2 separate regions of the Mus musculus genome follow, and region 2 is linked to region 1. A link is a contact called in public Hi-C data. All regions are on one chromosome and are shown on one strand. The core of a region is the stretch at or near the end of the contact, and the rest is flanking DNA. Distances in the headings are between cores, read along the strand shown. Region 1 overlaps Gm46834 (a long non-coding RNA gene). Region 2 overlaps Gm30184 (a long non-coding RNA gene).

Region 1 (7,056 bases), core at 332-2,831:
TTTTACTTAACCAACTGTTAGGCACATGAAGTTAACTATGAAGGTCTTGGGCTATACCTTGTAGGATAGTGAAGATGAAAGATTCACCACCGTGAACATTTGTTTTATTTTTTAATAGTGCCCAAGGCCTTCAATAAGCACTTTGGAGCATTGAGACAGTTTTTGAAACTTACCAAAGGGACCATTACTGAAGTGACAAGCTCTTTACTGGAAGTCCCTAGGCAGTAGTTAGTACAGGCACCCTTCCTTGGGATTAGTTGACACTTGTTTGCTGAGTGAAACCTACATTGAGATAACTATTAGCATTTGTAATGTACCTGTAGATGTAGTGGTAGAGTAAATGTAGCTGGCTATTATCCTCTAACCCCAAGGCAGTACTCACCTTCCTAAATGAGAATGGACCAAATTGCAGACTGTGGGGTCCATGTAAAATGGATTGTCACATTAACATTGGAGAGGGACATCACTACTTAGGACTATTCTCACAGGTTTGGCTTCCAGCTCTCACTTAACACTCAGAGCCTAGAATTCCAGCTCTAGTATAGACTATGATGGGAATCCATTCTGTGCCTTCCCAGAGTGTTAGAAGAACAGCTTTAATAAATGCTCATGGAGACACTTAAGGCTCTGAGTCACTATCATTGCTACCAACCCAGCTAAAGATTCACAAAGATTCTATTATTTCTTCAGTGTCACTTTTCAAATAATAGTAGGTTTATGAGAGGTATTCCCAGGGAAGCAACATCATAAGCACAAGAATGACCCAAGCACTGCTGTGTTTCAGACTGAGGTTTAAAGAGCTGTTAAGTTGTTCTTCCCTGAACTGAAGCTCAGGTGAAGCAGAGTTTTCTGACTCATTGAAAACAGCCCTTGGTCCCAATGCACTAGCCTAGGAACACAGTTGAGCAATAAATGCTCAGATCTCTGGAGAAGGAGATTACTGTAAAGTCCAGTTGTCTTAGTCCCAAGGAATACAGAATGCTGCTAAACAAAGCATATGGGTAGCCTTAAACAAGACTTAAAATATTAGAAAATGCTTCCCTTGATTCATAGAATGGTGAAATACTTCATTTGTTAGTCAGCATCATGATGCCAGCGATAGACTACAGGATTTTGTTGACTTTATCTCAGAGTGTGGTTTGTAGTAGATCAAAGGAAGACAAAAACGGAAACAAAGAATCATGAGGATTAGGCATAGGGCACTCTTCTGATGTTTGGTAGTATCATAGCAAGAAAAGATGCCAGGAAGAGAATACGGCTTCTCAAAGTACCCCACTGACCTGGGATCATACGGGGAGAAGAAAGAAGGCCTTGTTCAGCATTCTGACTAGACTGTATACTTTCTTAACTAGAAGAGGGAAGCAGGAAGCCGAAGCCGTATGAGCAGTCAGAGAAGAGATGTTTACATTTTCTCCCGATTTAAAGCATCCATATGGTTAGTTAAAAAGCACTCGAGTCACTTTGTGTTCAATGTGTATATTTTTATTCCCAATTATGTGATAGCTCCTAGGGGAAGAGCTTCTCTGCAAACTCTCTATAAATAAGTTTCACCATAGGCTCACAGCCAAGCACAGTAAGTTCTCTGGCTGTGGTGTGTGGCCAAAGCTTTCAGTGACTGCCAGCATGAGCAACCCAGATGGAGGCATCCAGAGACGTCCACGTGAGGGTCAATGCTGAGGGTGTTCTTGCTGAATATGTGGGAAGAACAAAGTGAAGATGTTTGTTTGCAGCGTGGTTAACACTCCAGCTGTGTGTGATTTTTGTCGTCTTACGTCACACATCTCTTCATGTATGAAGTGAATTTTGTGTCCTACCTTATAGATCTTTAGAGCGGAGTCTAGGGGCTTCTTTGAGGCCAACCGTGATTCCCAGACACACACACACACACACACACGCGCTACTGTTGTAGCGTTTGATAGCAGAAAGAATTTTTAAAAAATATATTTGTTTGCATCTACTGGCCAGGCAGTAAACCATCAGATTGGGAAGCTGACAATAATGGTAATCATTAGAGCAAAAATAGATACTGATCAAGATGGATTTTATGTCACCCCATTTTGAGTAACTTTAGATACTTCCCTGACTCTAGGTTCTGATTTCTCTTTTGACAGACTTTTTAACTGTAGAAATTAATATTTATACATTAAATTTTATACATATAATATTTATATGCCCAAGGTGTAAAACTTTGGAACATTTTCTTGCCAATTTTATCACCCTACACATCTTCCACATAGACACAGGTCTCCTGAGTGTGTTCATTGAGGAAACTGGGGAGGGTACTGTCTCCCAGTGTCTGTGGAGGGACAGAAGTGTTATGGTACTGAGTGTCAAATAACAAATAAGAATGGTCAAATCACAGAAAACAATTGTAAACACAAGATTCATATAGCATGCTTTACACATTGTCTAACTTCAGTCCTTAAATCTCTCCTGCATTTTACTTCAGTGGAACCAAGTTCAGATAGGGCTCTGTCTTTTCTCTGTTGCAGTAGTTCCAATTAGTGAATCCTTTTAACTAATTACTTTCAAAGTTACTTCTTCATTGCCACTATTATACAGAACTCAGTCCTTGCAAAATGCTCAAGAACCAGAAACTCTTAAAGTCAACTGAGCCTTTGCTTTTTACAGCATAGTGAGGAGGGAGAATAGTCTGGATCCAGGCTATTCCACAATCTAGGAAGGACTACTGCATGGATACGTTCACAAGTGTTGATACAGTTCTATATAGCACCCTGAGGTATGAGAAGGCTAGAAAAGCATTGAAGAAGAACATGTTCCTTTAAGACAGCAGCTTATGAAATTGGAACTGGGAACTACAGGACTCTGATTACTGACCAAAGGACCTGAGTGGTATCCTTCATCATGGGTGAACATATATGATAAGATTTCTAGGAAAGAACAAGGCCATGCCACTGACCCCCTAACCACCCTTAAGAGTTAATCTCAAAGGGCCTGTCAATCATCTATAGCCCTGGCTATCCTGGAACTCACTTTGTAGACCAGGCTGGCCTCAAACTCAGAAATCTGCCTGCCTCTGCCTCCCGAGTGCTGAGATTAAAGGCGTGCACCACCATGCCTGGCTTGGCAGAATTCTACAAAGCCCTGCCTCTGGACACTGTCCATGCTTGCCCCTCTGGGCCCTATATTGTAGTCCCTCTGGGCCCTTAATATTCTTACCTTTTGGAGTACCTTACAATCTTCAGTAACATGCTCTGTCTTCTGCAGTGTGTCTTGCCTGCTTGGATTCACTGAATGGCCATCACAATGACCCCAGGAGCCGGTGAAGCTGAGGAAGGCAAGAGATCATTGCTATCTCCCGAACTGAAGACGTTACTCTGGATGAGAGGCTCGATCACAGGCACAGATCTTAGGACAGACTCTAAGGATTCTGACCGGTAAGAATGCCACCCCACCCCCCACCCATTCTTTGACTATTCACAAATTAGTTGTCCTAACAGAGTACAGTAAATAGTAAATATTCAACATCTTCAGAGACTTCTTAAAGAACAGTACTCAGTAGTAGACTTTCCACTGGGATGGAACTGTAGCTTGGCTGCTGAAATCTTGCTTGTCACGAATAAGACCACAGGTTTCATCCCGCACAAACACAAATAGCTTATAAATTCACTTAACTAATTTAACTAATTGTATAGAATTGTTGCAAACGTAAGTATTCAAGTTGTGCAAATTTGTGTCTGCTGGCCTGTGACAGATGTGGTTGAGTCTATTAGGGGAAAAGACTATTTGGGAAGCCCTGAGATGTGCACTTTCCTCATGGGATCTCATGACTCTGTACTGTCTCAGGAGAGCATCACTTAGATTTGTGTGAGAGGATCTCTCAAATGCACTTTTCTTTCTGATGCCCAGGTCTGTTTAGTTGATTGGTTTGGTCTGACTCACATGTGTGCCAAAGCCTTTTAGAAGAGGAGGCCCAAGACATCTGTGGGTGTCTATAGTGGATCTATACAGTGCTTGGTAACATGAAATCCGACCCAGGATCCAGCTATACTTGTCAGAATCAGATTAAGTAAATTGTTCTCCATAGCACAGCGCCCCTCATTGGTATATACATGAACTGTGTGTCCTTATCAGCTGAGGTTAAGTGCTCTTTTTAAATTCTGATTGGGAGACTTTTCTAAAAATTACTAATTTTGTCTTTTCCGCAGTATGTACCTTACAATGCTTTAGCCTATCTTAGGCCTGTGATTCAAAGGCTGAAGTACAAAGTCTGCCCTTGGGCTCCAAAGTCTTGCATTGTGAATCTGAGATAGCTAATGTTAGAATGTGAGCTTTAGGTCAAACATTCCTACAAAATGTACAGAACGGTCAGGGGGTTCCCTCTCTTGGGCATTTAATTAATCCATGTTGCTTTTACCAGACTATATAGTAATGTATAAAAGATATCAGAAATAAAACAATACACTGTTCCCATTAGTATTTTCCATGTTATTTTTCTTTGCTTGGTTGTTAGACAGAATCTTACTTACTATGTTGCCTGAAACAACCTGATGCTGACCATGTCCTGCCTCAGTTGTTTTATGTGTATGAAGGTTGGGGTGGCAGGTGTGTGCTATACTAACTAGAATACTTTTAAGGATTTATTTTATTTTATTTAAATTATTTTTTCACACTCCATATTTTATCCCCCACCACAATTGTCCACCCTCCTACTGCTCCACATTCACCTCCCCACCCCCAGTATCCACGTTGATGTCCCCACCCCCTACCCCACCTGACCTCTAAATTCCCTGGTGCCTCTAGTCTCTTGAGAGTTAGGTGCATCATCTCTGAATGAATACACACCCAGAAGTCCTATTCTGTATGTGTGTTGGGAGACTCATATCAGCTGATATATGCTGTCTGTTTGGTGGTCCAGTGTTTGAGAGATCTCGGGGGTCCAGATTAGTTGAGACTGCTGGTCCTCCTACAGGGTCGCCCTTCTTCTCAGCTTCTTTCAACTTTTCCCTAATTCAACAACAGGGGTCAGCTGCTTCTGTCCGTTGGTTGGGTGCAAATATCTGCATCTGACTCTTTCAGCTGCTTCTTGGGTCTTCCAGAATGCTAGAGTGTGGTCATGCTAGGTCCCTTTTTGTGAGTGTTCCATAGCCTCAGTAATAGTGTCAGGTCTTGGGACCTCCCCTTGATCTGGATCCCACTTTGGGCCTATCACTGGACCTTCTTTTCCTCAGGCTCCTCTCCATTTCCATCCCTATAATTCTTTTGGGGAGGAACAATTATGGGTCACAGTTGTGACTGTGGGATGGCAACCCCTTCCCTCCCTCATTTGATGCCCTGCCTTCCTACTGGAGGTTGCAGTTTCTCATGTCCCAGGTCTCTGGTGCATTCTGGAGGGTTCCTGCAACCTCCTATCTCCTGAGGTTGGCTGTTTCCATTCTTTTTGCTGGCTTTCAGGTCTTCCGTACTTTTTCCCCACTCAATACCAGATCAGATTCCCCTCTCCACCCTACTCCCTGTCCCCCTGTCCACTTTCCCTCCCAGGTCCCTCCCTCCCTCCCTCCTCCCTCCCTCCTTCCCTCCCTCCTCCCTCCCTCCCTCCCTCCCTCCCCCCTCCCTCCCTCCCTCCCTCTCTCCCTCCCTCCCTCCCTCCCTTCCAATTTGTGATTGCTTTCTTCTCCCTCCCAAGTAGGACTGAAGCATCCTCATTTGGGCACTTCAGCTTGTTGACTCTTAGTTCTGTGGACTGTATCTTCAGTATTCTGTACTTTTTTTTGTTTTTCCGCTAATACCCACTTATTCGCGAGTACATACCATGTATTCCTTTTGGGTCTGTGTTACCTCACTCAGGATAACATTTTCTAGTTCTATCCATTAATGTATGCATTTCTGTGTGTACAAGCCAATGAGTGTTTGTGCCTACAGACACCAGTAGAAAGCATCAGAACCATTGGCGATAGCTCTACAGGTAGTTGTGAGCCATCCTACGTGTGCATGGGAACTGAACTCTGTCCCTCTGACAGTGTAGCAAGTACTTTAAATGCTGAGCCGGTTTTGCAGCCTAGTGTGATATTTTAGAATCCTTCTCTGCAGGGTTCACTTATCGTGATGTGATCTCATGAATAGCACACACATACTTGCTACTCCTGCCTCCTCTCTCTCTCTCTCTCTCTCTCTCTCTCTCTCTCTCTCTCTCTCTCGCTCGCTCTCTCTCTCTCTGTCTCTCAGTCACACACACCTGCCCCCCTCTGTGTTGTGTTAACTGAACACGAACCTGCTATTACCTGACCCTAACCTGGTTCTGTGGTACAGTCTCTGCATAGATTTCTGTCACACAGGCAGCTCTGTTATACACTCATCCTCACTTTGAGGCCCTCTGGGCATTGTAAGTTTACCACATTTCTCAGGTCCCATCAACTCTTGCAGCCTCTGAGACTTGATGTCAACACCCTAACCACCCTCCCTCTCCTTCCTCTGAGGATCATTTCTAATTAATAGATAATTACAGCCAGATGCTGAGGGCTCCCCACTGCCAGGACCTTGCTGCTGCTCTTTGTCTACCAGCCGCGAGGGCAGTTTGCTAAGCATGAAAGCCTGGCCCTGACCTGCTCAGTCACAACATGAAAAGCCAAAGGCTCTGTGCATCTTAAAGCCAAAGGTTCTGTAAGGATGGAAGATTCATGTGGTCCCATCTCCTCTTTTGAAAAGTAGTTTGTTTTTTTTTTTTACCTGAGTGAAGCTTGTTTCTTTTCTCTCCTCCTTGTTCCTACACACTGACATGAATAACATTATCTTTCCTCCTCTTTCTCCCTCAACTATAGCTCCCATGTTTCAATACTAAGCCTTTACATTTATCCAATGAAAAATTAAAGAAATAAAATTTACAAACTCATTAGTTACACACACACAGGAGAGAGAGAGAGAGAGAGAGAGAGAGAGAGAGAGAGAGAGAGAGAGAGAGAGAAAGCGCTATATTTCAAGTTAAAATTTGTAGTTAGATTTTTTGAGACAGGAGCTCATGTAGCCTAAGTACCTTGAACTCACTGTGTAGTTGAGAGCTACCTTGAACTCCTGACACTCTTGATCTGTCTCTGTTGG
Region 2 (6,803 bases), core at 2,584-5,083, 730 kb before region 1:
GTTAAAGGCATTTGCTGATCGTGTGGAGGATCCAGGTTTGATTTTCAGCACCCATGTAGGGTGGCTCCCAGCTGCCTGTGACTCCAGTTTCTGGGGATGTGACACCCTTTTCTGACCTCCACAGGCACTTGCATACATATGGTGCACACATATACACTTTGGAACACACACACACATACATAAAAAATAAATACATCTCTAAAGTGTTTCAGTATCAACCCAGACATAGACATTTCATTCACCTTATACACAAAGACATTAAAAAGGAAAATAGAAATGGGCATTTTATGGATTCCTCTGGTATTGCAAGCACTCAAATACGAGGCGATGGAGCTCAGGGAACAGTCCTTCCCGCCTATTGCACGTCTGCCAATGGAACTGTTACTGGTTGGATTCCATCAAGGTTCATGGGTGGTTCTATGCGTTTACAAAGCATAGCTCCTAAAAGATTACTACTGCTATGTATCTAAGGGGCTAAAGTCTCTCGGAAAAGACTTTGTAATCTTGTTTTTGAGAGACATAAAATGAACTGACGATTGGCGGAGGAGAGGGAGTCTAAGATTGTGGCGTCTGTTGACCACAGCCCAGGCATCCCTAGCTGTGAGACACCTTCTCCCCACTCTTGTTGGAGTATAATGTGTTGTCAGCCTCTGCTGAAGTAAAAGAATGGTTACCAGACTTTGGAGTCCATCTGCTACTCATGCGAAAGAGACAGTTGAATCGAGCCTTCTCTCTCCCGTCTTGCTGTGGTTTTTCTGTGTGAGTACTTTATGTCTTGAGAGGGAAGTTTTCTGGGAGAGAGCAGAAGGAGCAGCAAGAGCTTGGGAGGGAGGAGCCATCGGTGAGTCAGCAAGTGAGAGAGCCCAGCAAGGGTGGCCCACGCCGTGAGTCTCCCACAAGGCCCATCTCACAGACCAGTTCCATGCAGCCTGTCAATTCAGCCTAGGGTCTGGTTTTGAGTTTTAGATATTTGTGGGTTTGGTTGAGGTTGCCACACTAGGGTGTCTTTATTCTTGACATGTAGGAAGCTGTGACAAATCACTTTACGTCACATTTTAGTCCATGTTAAAGAGGTGACCCCTGAAGGTGTCATCGTGAGCAAAATGACACAGGAGGACCCTAGGTGGCACAAACTTTGGTGGTGCGTGTCTGAATGTGTTGGTCATTTTTACTGTTGTCTTCATGGTCTATCTGAGACTCATTAAGGTTTTAGAATTCTAAGGAAGTCTTTTGGAATGTGTCACCCCAAGGTTTGGATTCATGAACGTGTTCACTGTGTGGCCAGGGGACCCTTTCTTATTCAGTACACTTCAGGGTACTGAGAGCTTGTGGACAGTCCAGTCTCTAAAACAAAGCTTTCCCCAAACATTAACTGAAAATTCCCAGTCATGCATTCTTTTTCTTTTTTGAATCTTATTTTGTAGTTTTCAGACTTACGACTATCAAGGGATGAATCTCGGTTCTTAGTGTATAGCCAAGAGATATGAACAAGCTGTTTACAATGAGTATGGTTTGGAACAAGTTCTCTCTGTTCAAGGCCATTTGTAGCTGACAGCCCACACCTCTGTTTCAATGCTTGGGAAACAAACCTTTTGTTTGTTCTTGGCCTTCTGTATGTTAGGCAACTGCCCCCTCAAAAAGGCTATATGTCTAGTCCCTACATCTTCTTAACTAGGTTATGTGTCTAGCCCCTGCATCTTCTTAACTAGGCTTTATGTCTAACCCCTACATCTTCTTAACTAGGTTATATGTCTAACCCCTGCATCTTCTTAATTAGTGAATTTGTTCTTTAGTCAAGAAAGATTTTTCTTAAAGAAAATAAAGACATTAAATCTAAAGTTAAAATTTATCAGCATCAGTTGGTGTGTTAATATCAACAGCGGATGACAGTTCTGGTCTGCACTTGGTTGTCAACAGGGCGTGTTCCATGTCAGTCAGAGGGAAAGGAACACTGGGGCTCTCCCAGTTTCAATTATTTTGCCGTAAGAAAATTCCCCAACAAAAAACAACCTAGGAGAGAAAGGGTTTGATTTAGCTTACGGTTCACTGGGGAGTGAGGGGTCAAGGTGATTGGAACTACAGGGAGTTGGTCATGTCATGCACAGAGTCAGAAATGGAGACATAAAAGCCTGGGTGTGGTGCTCAGCGAGCTTCCTTTGTTCCTATCCAGATCAGGGCTCCTAGCTGTGGAATGGTGTCACCCACGTCCAGGCAGGGTCTTCCCATATGGATTTAAGGCATTCAAGACAGTCCCCCACAGACCACCATGATCCCAGGCTGCCATGATCCAGATAACCCTTCCCTGAGACTTGTTTTCCTGTGATTCTAGATTGTGTCAAGTTGACATTTAGAAGGAACCATCACAGAATGAAGGAGAGCCTGTCAGACCTGGGATTGATGTCCTCTCCCAGACTGCAGAGGGATTTTTATCTTGATTTCTCCAGAGGATTCTGAGGAGCCAATTTGGAAACGACTTAGAAGGTAAGCCCTCTTCCCTATTCGACTTTTAAAATTCAACGCCCCTCTCCCATCTCTCTCATGTTCAAAATAATAGAAAATCAGAACTAGAGGGTCTTATAGAGATAAATCCCTTTGTCAAAAGTACCTTTAGAATTGTGGAAAATGTGGAAGATGGATCTTGGAACTAAGCAGAAATAGAGAATAAAAATTGTGATATTCTCTTCTCACTGTCCTGGTCTAACTGTGCATGCTCTGGGGATTCATTTTCATTTCACTTAATAATCTACACAATGTTTGTATACACAAAGAGGCTACACACACACACACACACACACACACACACACACACACACACACACTCACTCACTCACATATATGTATTTTCATGCAATGTTTTGGGCACATTTCCTGAGCTTTCAGAAGTTCTTTAAAGTCCAAGGTTTGGATCTAGAGTAATTATTTCATATCTTCTCTTTAACTCAAAATTCTGTGGCTGTTGTTGGTTATGCTGATTATCTTTTAAAAATTGTATAAAAAAGACTGGGATTAATAGTCAGACTGAAGATCCCACATACTCTTGGCTGTCTTCTCAGGACACCCCCTCAACCCCCACCCTGAAAGTGGTGTTCTGGAAGTATGGCAGACAGATGGGAGCACGGACTTGCAGCTTTTACCAATTATTGGTGGTGTGAAATTGGGTGAGTTTCAAGCTGCCTTCTCTTGCATGTGAGTTTGATGGTAATGTTTATCTCATGGGATCACTGCTGTGAGGGTTAAACAATCCTTTTTTCTTTTCCTGGAGTGCTTAGATAGCACACTGTGGGGGGTCAGAGAGTAAACATGGGCCGTAGGCAATGTGTCAGAGTGGCCACCTCAGGTCTTTGGAATTGTTGAGCCATTGCCCGTCTTTAGGTTGTAGGGCCTGTGTCTCCACTACAGACCCTCAATCGCAGGTCCCTGTGGCTCATTAATGCTGCCAACCCCGTATCATAGATGAAGAAAGGGAAGTGTTGTCGCATCCAATTTCTGGCCACACATCTCATCTCCAGGCATCAACAGAACGAGACTAGAATGCAGATTCCAACTCAGACTTGTGTCTCACAACCTGCTAAACTTTTTGTATTTTAATACGTCTTTCCCTGCTGCCCAGATACGGTGTTCGGTTAGACCACAATCATTCTTCAGTGAGTTGCAGGTCATCTCCTGGAAGCCATACTCCATCTCAGAAACAGGAATTAGCTTTTATAGTAGTTATAGGGGGAAAAAAAAAAGAAACCATGTCTCAGAAGCTTTGCTTAAACTTTATTGTTCTCTGAGAAGTAAATTGAGCGTGGACCGCGGCGGTCCGCCACTAGGGGGAGCTGCGACTCTTCAAAATGTCAAGTTCTATATGGAAAAGAACGCTTTGAAAAGCATTTTCTATCTCGGTGACATCCAGAAAACACAATCAAAGAAGGGTTTGAGAGGTTTCAGCGTGGTTTTCCACGGGGAGCCTGTTTCCATTAACTTTAAATAGAGAGGGCAGAGACAGACCAAATGGATTCCACCCAACTGCAGAGTAGAGGACCATTGAGCTTATTGAGGTTACTCGCAGGACAACAGAGCACTTACGGATGCTACATCGCGACTCACTGAGCCACCCCCTCCCAGCAGATGCTGCTCACATATCCTCATGATATCCTTACATATCTCTGTGAGCCTTTTCTCCTCAGTCCGTGGGAACGTCAGTAGACCCAGTTTCGTGCAGACCTGGTGGGAGGGACCCCAGTCGCTCAGATTGAAGATGACAGTAATAACACACAGTGCAGCACACAGCACAGGGACAGGCACAGACTGCACAGGTTGAACAGCCGGTCACCTCTCTCAGGGCTGGAAAGACGGCTGAGCAGTTAAGAGGACTTTGTTGTGTTACCAGCACCTTGGGATGGTGAGCTGACTGACTTGGCTGCTGGGAACTGAACTCCTGTCCTCTGGAGGAACAACATGCACCCTTGTCCTGAGAGATGGATCCCAGCTTCACGTGATGTCCTTCTTAACAGTTTCAATGGTGATTTCCATTGAAACAACATACAATTTCAAGGTCCTCCCTGATGGTTACTGGTTTTGATAATCTTGCAAGGACTTACCAACTTTCCTTTTGTGTAATTGTTATTTGTAGGAAGTGGGCTGAGAATTCGACCCACCCATTATTATTAAGATTGTTCTGGCCTTTTACAAGCTGTTGATTTAAATGAGGAGGAGTCTGGTCAAGTTTTAAATAACCAGATGTTGGATTCTTCTCTAAAGACAAGAGGCTCCTTATGGGTATTTGGAAGTTAATCAATCCATCAAGAACTGGCTGTCCCAACAGCTTGATTCCCTTGCGCTTCCCAACTGAGCCCTGTTTGGCAAGTTCACTAACTAGTCTATCCCCATTCCCATCACTCCCTGCACTCAGGTCACCATTTCACTAGATTCTTTACTTCACCAATTCCTTCTCATTACCCCTTCCTGTCTCCATGAATAGTCTAGTGGGCTGAGTAGCTCTTTATTCCTAATTGTGTGTCTTGTGAACACACACACACACACACACACTCACTAATTTCTGGTGTGACATTTTCTATAAATAGCCCAAATCTCATAACATACAACCTACAATGTCTACAGTGTATATACTATAGGTTCAGAGTCCTTCTGTGTCTGGTTCCTTCATTCCTCTCCTGGTAAGGCAGAGCTTGCAAGTCTTTCCTTGGTATCAGGATGACAGTGTACTTTGTGGAAAGCGGGATCGAAGATGGCAGGGATTTGGCAGCACTCTTTCTGTTGGTGGTCATGGGAGTCAGCACCTTAAACGACTGGATATGAACATGGTGGTCACCTAAGTGTCAGCTCCGCTCTTCTGACGCTCTGTTCGGCTAAGATGGACTCCTCTTCATGGCACAGCAATTGCAGCTAACACGGTTGACCACTGGACTGCCAACGCACAGGGCAGGCTGAGCAGACCACATGAGTTATCTCTCATAGATTGAGGCCTTCAACACAAATTCTTAAGATTTTTCCTTTAGACTCACAACAATATGCTTGCTTTGCCTCCCAAGCTCTGGGATTAAAATGTGCCACCGCATGTCTTGTTTCTCTTGTAAAAAAAAAAAAAAACCAAACAAACCCATTACTTTGTTTATGAGTAAGCCTGTGTGAATATATGCAACATATGTGAGTCCAGGGAAGCCAGAGAGGACACCAGTTTCCTTGGAGCTGGAGTTACAAGTGATTGTAAGCCACCTGATGTGAGAGGAATCAAATTCAGGTCCTCTGCTATGGCATTGTCGCTCCTACTGCTAAGCCATGTTGTTGGCCCCTGTTGCTCATCGAGAATCCACAGAAGAGATTATAGAAATGGAAATGCATGACGAGGTGTTGTGAGAACGTTAAATTCTAGTACTTCCAACCCTGTGAAAGCAGTATTTCCTTGAAGCCACTCTACCTTATGGTCCCTGAGGAGAGGAGAACCAATGTCTTGGGGAGAAGATGGATGTATACAAAGCTAAGAAAGGCCACATGCATGCAAAGGCAGGGCCAGAGAGGTGGTTGCTCACAGCCCAGTGTCTGGCCTTCTTGCCTCTTTTTGGGGTAAATCTTAGTAGGTCTGAGAGGCGATTCAAAGCTAGGAGTCCGGGGAATCACTCAGGGAAACAGCTTCATGTCTAGATGGGACATGAAGACAACAGTCCCATGTCTGTTCAGGTATGAGGCTGTCTCAGGAGCTAGAGGACTGTTCATGGACAGGCCCAGAGAGTCATGGGACATTTACTGAGTAAATCAAGGAGGACGGTACTAGGGATGGAGCTAGGATTGTGTGTCAGCCTGAGCAGGGTCTGGCCTAGAAGCTGTTTCTTGAACTTCCTGGACCCATGTGGGTAAGGAAGTCCAGTGTGTCCCCATGGCCATGGTGGAGTGCCCTGGGCAGAGACCAACACTGTCTTCACAGTTAATCACATATTGTGCTCGAGCGACTGCTCAGTCAGGAGTCACTGACCTGGGAGTGTGTGCATTGGGAGAAAAGGACTGACTCCCACGAATGGTTTTCTTTTTGCTTCTACTTTCAATGAGTGCAGATGCCACACCACAGTATCTCAGGGGCAGGAAGGAGCCGAGTAGTTAGGAGCTGTGTGAACGTGTACCTTTTAGCATCACAAGGCATAATTGGTACTAAGACAAATCTAACAAAAGGAACCTTGATGGGGGCGGGGCGCGGGGAGGTACCTTTGTTTGTCCTTGGTGACTTTTCTTCCTAGAAACACCCAAGCCTACCACAGATTTAGGTCTATGCTGAGCATACAATTTCCTGTTCTAAATGTTTGTGC

The links. Hi-C and Micro-C count contacts between places; a contact is called where the count stands out from the background.
Region 2: a Hi-C map of cortical neurons shows a contact between it and region 1, with 4 times the contacts expected there. The contact joins two enhancer-like sites. A contact is called at or near these places in 5 of 484 Hi-C or Micro-C datasets (the C10 cell line, the HL-1 cell line, the HPC-7 cell line and 2 more) and 1 of 9 other capture datasets (embryonic stem cells).

What each region holds. Positions count from the first base shown.
Region 1 is chr3:39,713,671-39,720,726 of GRCm38.p6, reverse strand. Gm46834 (a long non-coding RNA gene) reads right to left here. Exons shown (of 3, transcript XR_001784057.2): 2 at 3,181-3,289. Among named protein-coding and RNA genes, the nearest start is that of Gm46834, 4.0 kb to the right of the region's middle. Within about 2 kb of position 1,581, at least 14 of the 459 cell types and tissues checked have an H3K27ac peak or open chromatin away from gene starts, as enhancers often do. A contact at or near this core is called in cortical neurons, where this site is marked.
Region 2 is chr3:40,441,456-40,448,258 of GRCm38.p6, reverse strand. It overlaps Gm30184 (a long non-coding RNA gene), which reads left to right. Exons shown (of 4, transcript XR_389710.2): 2 at 2,330-2,481; 3 at 3,054-3,158. Among named protein-coding and RNA genes, the nearest start is that of Gm30184, 8.9 kb to the left of the region's middle. Within about 2 kb of position 3,833, at least 19 of the 459 cell types and tissues checked have an H3K27ac peak or open chromatin away from gene starts, as enhancers often do. A contact at or near this core is called in cortical neurons, where this site is marked.